2 separate regions of the Mus musculus genome follow, and region 1 is linked to region 2. Evidence: chromatin contacts called from public HiChIP or PLAC-seq data. All regions are on one chromosome and are shown on one strand. Each heading gives the region's core, a stretch centred on a gene start, on an enhancer-like site or on the middle of the called end of the contact. The rest is flanking DNA. Distances are from core to core; before and after follow the strand shown.

Region 1 (3,321 bases), core at 672-3,171, 59 kb before region 2:
GACACCACAGTGTAAAACACGTAATGGGTGATGTGGGCACACATAAAGGCTTATACAAACATTAATCATTGTCATATCAAATTAGAGACATTTTGAAGAAGATGCTATGAATTTTCTCAAAATCCATAAAAGAATCAGGAATGTCTACTGAGCACCCAGGGGGTGGAGGCCATTTTGGGCTACATGAGAGAGATCCTGTCTTAAAAAAACATCCTATTCCATAAGAAGAACACCGGATACTTTTGTAAGCAGACAATACAAAATTAGGTAGAATGTAGTGGGCTAGAGAAATGGTTCAGTGGGTAAGCGTGATGCCACTGAAGATGCTGGGATTGCAGAAGCATGGAGGTCACCCTAGCTGAACCAACCAGCTTCAGAGACAGTGAGAGAACTTGTTTCAAAAAATCAAGGTAGGGGCTGACTGCTCTTGCAAGAGACCTGCCTTTCGTTCCCAGAACTCGCATGGTGACTCACAGCCATCCTTAACTCTGGTTTCAGGGCATACAACACCTTCTTCTGATCCTCACTGTATCCAAGTGGAACACATACATGCATGCATACATACATTCAGGCAAAACACTCATACACATAAAATGAAACGAAGGAGCTGAAGGGGTTTGCAGCTCCATAGAGGGAGCAACAGTGTCAACAGGCCAGACACCCCCCTCCCAGAGCTCCCAGGGACTGGACCACCAAAATACACATGGAGGGACTCATGGTGCTGACCATATATGTGGCAGAGGATGGTCTTGTTGGACATTTGTGGGAGGAGAGGTATTCAATACCCCAGTGTAGGGGAATGCCAGGGTGGGAGCACCCTTATAGAGGCAGGGGGATGGGATAGAGGGTTTCCGAAGGGGAGACCTGGAAAGGGGAAAACATTTGAAGTGTAAATAAAGAAAATATTCAATTTTTTAAGAAGGTAACCTTTAAAATAAATATGGTGGAGTTTGATAAAGAAAGATATCCAATATTGTGCTCTGGCTTCATGTATACATTATTAGTACATCTGAACATACGTACATGTACATATACCACAGATGCACACACATGTACTTATACCACCAATGCAGACACATGTATATATACCACAGATTCACACAAACCACATGCTCATGTACATACACCACAGATGCACAAACATGTACATACACCACAAATGCACACATATGTACACACACCACAGATGCACATACATGTACATATACCACAGATGCATACACACATGCACATGTACCACAGATGCACACACTCAAGTATAATCATTATAGATGCACACATACATGCATATACTACAGATGCACACACATATACATATACCACAGGTATTCACATACATGTATATACACCATAGATGTGCACACACATGCATATATCACAAATGCACACACATATACATATATCACAGATGCACACACTCAAGCATCACTAAAGATGCACATATACATGCATATACCACAGATGCCCATATATATACATATACCACAGATGTACACACACATGTGCATACACCACAGATGCATACATGCACACACACACAGTTTTAGGGGCTGGGGGACTCTTTCTGGTGGGTGAGCTCCTCTCTCCTGGTCTCCCTCTATTGCCTTCCTCCAGCCTTCTCTCTCCTCCTCCCCCATGGCATCCCCCTCTCCTTTTCCCCAAAGATCTCTAATTAAGTTCTTACTTGGTAATTGCCATTCCAGGAATTGCCATGGAAATCAGTTCCCAGCTGGCCTGTTTCCTTCTTTTTCTCAGCCTTGGGAAGCAGAGGCGGGAGCCCAAGGTGAGCCCTGAGAGTCAGGATTGTTCCCACCTGTGTGTGTGGAGCATTTGCTGGGTGTGCCCGGTGAGTCAGCACTGCTCCCTCCGTGTACCTCAGTTGGGCCCTGTGACAGCCTGAGGATGACCTTGAATTCCTGACCCTCCTGTCTCTACCTCCCAAGTACCAGGAATGCAGATGGCCACCACCCTTCCAGGCCCTGTGAGGAGACTGGAGCCTGAGATCTCAGTGAACCTCCGTGAGGCCTCACAAGTCCTAGAATTGGGGTTTGAATCACATTTGATCTGACTCTAATGCTGAAATCGTACTTCTCTCTCAATGAACACCCCTCCCCCCAGATGTGGGTAAACGTAGTTTGATATAAAAAAACAAAAAAAACTAGAAACCTCTATTGTCCTTCATAATCAGCCCTTTATAACATGACCTCATGACTCCTCCTAAGTCCCTGACTCTGGGCTGGTCTTGTTGTGGCTCCTCCTACCTAAAAGGTGGAGTCTTTTTTCCCCAGTCCCTGACTCAGGGCTGGCCTTCTGGCTCCTCCTCCCTAAAAGGTGTTGTCTTTTTCCCCAGTCCCTGACTCTGGCCTGGCTTTGTGGTGAAAAGATTGGGGCAGCAGTGATGAAAAGTGGTGAAAAGATTGGGGCAAGCTCTGTTCTGTCATTATGGACACTGCCGGGAAAACAAGCCCAGGCTGGACTGCTGGCATCGTGGTCCACTCATTCTCATCCCAGCTGACAGCTAGCCAACTGCTCCACATTGTGAGTGTGGCCATTCTAGATGTGGGCGGCTGTCTGTGGCTAGACCCCTGAATGAGCCCACAGGAGATGAGCTGGGCCTGCTCAGACCCACAGAACCACCAGACAGGCTCACAGACTCATGAGCAATTGTTGAAGCTGCTAGGCTCTGGGAGTGGTCGGTTATACACTGATGCCTAATGATGAGGCTGCCTCTAGAAGAGGCTTGGTGCATGAGGGCTGCAAAAACCTCAAAAGAGGAGAAATCACTCTGATCTTATGTCTACCTGGAGTGGCTGGAGCATGTACCTGGTTAGAGAGGCCCTGTCTCTGGTTCCTACCACCAAAAAAAAAAAAAAAAACCAATGACATCAACGTTAATATTTTCTATACACCGAGCATTTTCAATGAATCACTGTGAAGTTTTATGAAGTAGGAACCCCTGAATATCCTTTATTCAAAATGCTTTGACCGGAATTGTTTTGAATTTATTTTATTTTATTTTATTTCCAAATTTGTAAAATTTATAGGTACATGATTATGGACTTGGGGATGGGATTGAAGTCTAAATCCAAATGCGATTTATTTCATACATGCCTTCTATTATATGGTTCGGAGGCAAATCTTATGCAATACTTTTAATGACCCTGAATTGTTTTTGTTTTGTTTCAGACATGATCTCACTATGCAGCCCTGGTTGTCCTAACCAGGCTGGCCTTGACCTGTCTCTGCCTCCCAAATGCTGAGATCAAAGGTATGCTGCACCATGCCTGGCTGTGCTCCTGAATTTTGATTGCAACTTATCAT
Region 2 (3,603 bases), core at 149-2,648:
GAGAATCGGAAGTTCAAGGCCATCCCAGGTGCATAGTTTCAGGCCAGCCTGAGACACATTACACTTTTTTTAAAAAGTCATCATTGTTAAGCTGGTCATTGTGGGTCATTGTCTTTTATTCCAGCAGTTAGGAGCCAGAGACAGAAGGTTTGAATGAATTCAAGGCCAGCCTGAGACTACAATGTGAGAGTCTGCCTCAAAACAAAAGAAAAAAAAAAAAAAACCACACAAACAAGCAAACACAAAAAACGGACAAAGGAGATGGTTTAGCAGGTAAAGCACACTGGAGAAATGGCTCAGAGGTTAAGAACACTGGCTGCTCTTGCAGAGGTCCTGAGTTCAATTCCCAGCAACCACATGGTGGCTCACAACCATCTGTAATGGGATCTGATGCCCTCTTCTGGTGTGTCTGAAGACAGCGACAGTGTACTCACATAAAATAAATAAATACATAAATAAGTGTTAAAAAAAAAAGTTTGGGCCCAGCAGGTAATGCACAATCCTAACGACCTGAGTTCAATCCCAGAATCCATTTAAAGGAGGAAGGCGAGAACCAACTCCACAAAGTCGTCCTCTGACCTTCACATGTGTGCGATGGGCCATTCATACATGACAATAATAAATAACGCAAAAATCTCCATTGTTTGCATTTAACATAAAATTAAGGAAACAATTATATTTGGAGAAAGAAAACATTTATATTGGGGGTGCCAGAAATAATGGGGCTGATAACAAATAGCTTGTGCCCTACCTCAAGCCCTTTGAAGTTACTATGGCTTCCAAACTCTGGGACTTTCTGTACTAGCTGCCTTCCATTTGTCCAGCTGCAAACGGAAGTTACTATTCTCTCACACGTGTATCAGATCGCGTAGCGCGGTCCTTTGAGACCTCGATGCCACTTTTAAAACCCGGGAGCGCTCCCCCGCCCCCGCCCCTGCCCCTCCCCGGCCTAGTGTGGGAGGTAGAGAAAGTGGCAGAGGGCAGACCCCTCTGTAGCGGGTGTAAAGACACGCCCTGCCTTCATCAAAGCTTTGAACACAGCGCCTCCGGTAGCATGAATGGGGAGCCTCTGTTTTTTTGTCGGGTTTCAGATGCGTCTCCACTTTTTTTCCGTTGTAGCTGCCAGCAATGGAATATTTGTCTTCCCGTGCTGCAGAGGCTGAGGTGGAGTGGATTGGGGGGTTTTGTTTTGTTAGATTATTTTCCATCGAAGCCAGAGACTGCGAGAGCCACGGGGTACCTTTCAGAAGTAGTTCCAGAAGAGCAGGGAGGCCGGTGGAGGGCACCAGGGAGGACCTTTAGGGCTTCGAGAGTGCCTTCGGCAGGCTGGCCTCGACCCCACCTGCGAGGGGGCGGGACCTTGTGACGTTGGACCAATCAGCAGCTACCTGAGCGCACCTGGCCTCCTCCCGCGGGCTCCAGCGAGCCGCGGTGCTCAAAGCTGCACCCGGAGCTTAGCAGAGCGCGCCCCACCGTCGCGGCAGCCTTCTCACCTCCCTTCAGTTATGGAGCTTCTTAGTGGGCCTCACGCCTTCCTGCTCCTCCTGCTCCAGGTACCACAGTGCTTTGCCATGGTCCTGACCCGGATTGTTCCCTGGAGGGCGGGTGGGGTTCTCACGCTGCGGGCGTCGGGGGAATCTTAGGGCTGTGCTCCTTGGGGCCAAGGTTGTCCCGGAGGGCCCCCCCCCCAGGACTCCCAAGAATGGGTGTACAGAACCAGGCATGCCTGTGACTCAGCCTCCTCTTTAACCCTTCTACCCTCACACTCAGGTTTGCTGGCTACGCAGCGTGGTCTCCGAGCCCTACCGAGCGGGCTTCATCGGGGAGGCTGGAGTGACCTTGGAGGTGGAAGGAACTGACCTGGAGCCGAGCCAAGTTCTGGGGAAAGGTAAGACCCCTCCCGGAGCCAGCCTGGATGGAGCCACAGTGCGGAAGACCACACGTGCTTCGCTTTACTGTGGCGCATCGGAAGGTTGTCTAGAGCAGAGCTGGGACGTCTTGGAGCCACCCCACATCCTCGGGAGGCGTAGAAAGTGGCTCCCGGGCTGGGCTGGGCGCGAGAAGGCTGAGCAACGGTGCGCCTACTAACGTCCAGCTCTTCTGTGCCTCGCTGCTACTGTTGTTGCTTATCTTGACCTCTCGGTGCCTCGCGGCTGAGCCCCTCACCCAGCCCCGACGTGGAAAACTCTCCCGCCCCGCCACAGTAGAGGAATGCGCAGTGCACATTCCTCCCGCAACCCCCGCGCAGGTGTGGAGATGAACCGTGCCCTGAGCAGCCCCCTTCGCCCCTTCTCTGGCCCCCTTTGTGAACCGTGCTTTGTGTCTCCGACAGACAGACCCGGTCTGTTTCTCTTCTCCAGGCTGCCCTCCCCGCCCCCCTTCTTCCCGGGCAGCTGGAATGCACTCTTAACCCTGCCATTCCCGGAGGGCCTGCGCCCCTGCAGCCTGCCTGCGAATGGCCTGGCACACCTGGGCGGAGGGCATCACGCACCGGGAACACTAGGTCCCTCACTCCAAGCGTCTTGGTACTAGGATGTTAATTACTTGAGTCGCGGGGGAAGGGGGGAAGGCAGTCTGTGTCCCAAGCCGACCAGTGAGTGAGCGAGCGAGCGATCAAAGCACATTTTGATCTTTCTGTTGCGATTTTCTCCACTCAAGTTCAAAAACTTAAAAGTGGAGGGTCATTTCGGTACTGAGAACCACCAGTGTGTCATGAGACTCGGGCATCTATCAGCTGGTTAGCGGGCTCTTTGACTACAGAGGACAGTGGGATTTTTCTCGGGAGTTTAAACCCAAGTTGTTAAACTCGGATCCTTAAGTAAAGTTCCAGAGAACGTGGGAAGGGAATCTCTAGTTTCTGCTGACTTCCAAAAAGCATCTGCCACCTAGCATTTTCTAGTGCTTCTCACTCCAGGTCCACACGTCCACAGCTTGAATATGGGGGTGTCCACGCTGAGAAGCAGAATGACTTTCCTTTGTTTCTCCAAAAGAAAAGTGAGACCCTTGTGTCTGTAGAACGCCTTTTTTAAAAAAAAAATTTTTTTTTTCCTCAAATAACTCTGCAGATTGACAAAACAATTAACACCCAGGCTAGGCTAGGTTCCTTAAAGGCTTGGCTGTAGGGAGCCGGAGCCTAGGCAGTAAGAGGCCATGCCTCATAAACTTTAAATTCTTGCACATGGGTTTATTACTGGCGGGCTAACAAACTGCAACTGAGCCAACCTGTAAAAATGTTAACTTGGCCAGGGCCCCAAATCCAATTCTGGCTCCCTGAGGAAGCTCTATGGCTGACCAGATCTCTGCCAAATCCACCTCCCCCCACCCCACGCCCCCACCCCAGCCCTCACCCCCACCTCCACATCCTCTGCTGTATTCAGAGAGCAGGTATAGCTTTGAGTTGTGTCTTATCTTCCTTACTGAAGCAAAAAGTATCAGATTAGCCGCCACTTTCCTTGGCTTGAGGTTGCTGATCAGGGTTTTGATTACATGGTTGAGTTGGCCTGAGCTTCCTGGTGACATCACCAATTTTAAAACTTTTTTTTTTCCTGAGGAAATTCTGCTTTCTCTGATGTCTGGTTTATGATTGTGAAAATGGTAGGCTTG

What was found. HiChIP or PLAC-seq counts read pairs in DNA pulled down with a chosen protein or histone mark.
Region 1: an H3K27ac HiChIP or PLAC-seq map of embryonic stem cells shows a contact between it and region 2, with 10 read pairs. The contact joins the enhancer-like site here to the promoter of Cdh3 in region 2. A contact is called at or near these places in 8 of 39 promoter capture datasets (3T3-L1-derived adipocytes, the C10 cell line, the SN4741 cell line and 5 more), 2 of 15 datasets of contacts at CTCF or cohesin (the NIH/3T3 cell line and embryonic stem cells), 17 of 484 Hi-C or Micro-C datasets (the 63-12 cell line, the CH12 cell line, beige adipocytes and 12 more), 19 of 115 datasets of contacts at active chromatin or transcription factors (the NIH/3T3 cell line, cardiomyocytes, craniofacial prominence and 6 more) and 5 of 9 other capture datasets (adipose tissue, embryonic stem cells, liver and 2 more).

What each region holds. Positions count from the first base shown.
Region 1 is chr8:106,449,635-106,452,955 of GRCm38.p6, forward strand. The region is part of intron 1 of Gm51545 (a long non-coding RNA gene); the gene reads right to left. Among named protein-coding and RNA genes, the nearest start is that of Gm51545, 17 kb to the right of the region's middle. Within about 2 kb of position 1,922, at least 22 of the 459 cell types and tissues checked have an H3K27ac peak or open chromatin away from gene starts, as enhancers often do. A contact at or near this core is called in embryonic stem cells and trophoblast stem cells, where this site is marked.
Region 2 is chr8:106,509,454-106,513,056 of GRCm38.p6, forward strand. It overlaps Cdh3 (cadherin 3), which reads left to right and starts at 1,399. Exons shown (of 16, transcript NM_001037809.5): 1 at 1,399-1,553; 2 at 1,771-1,888. The coding sequence starts at 1,506.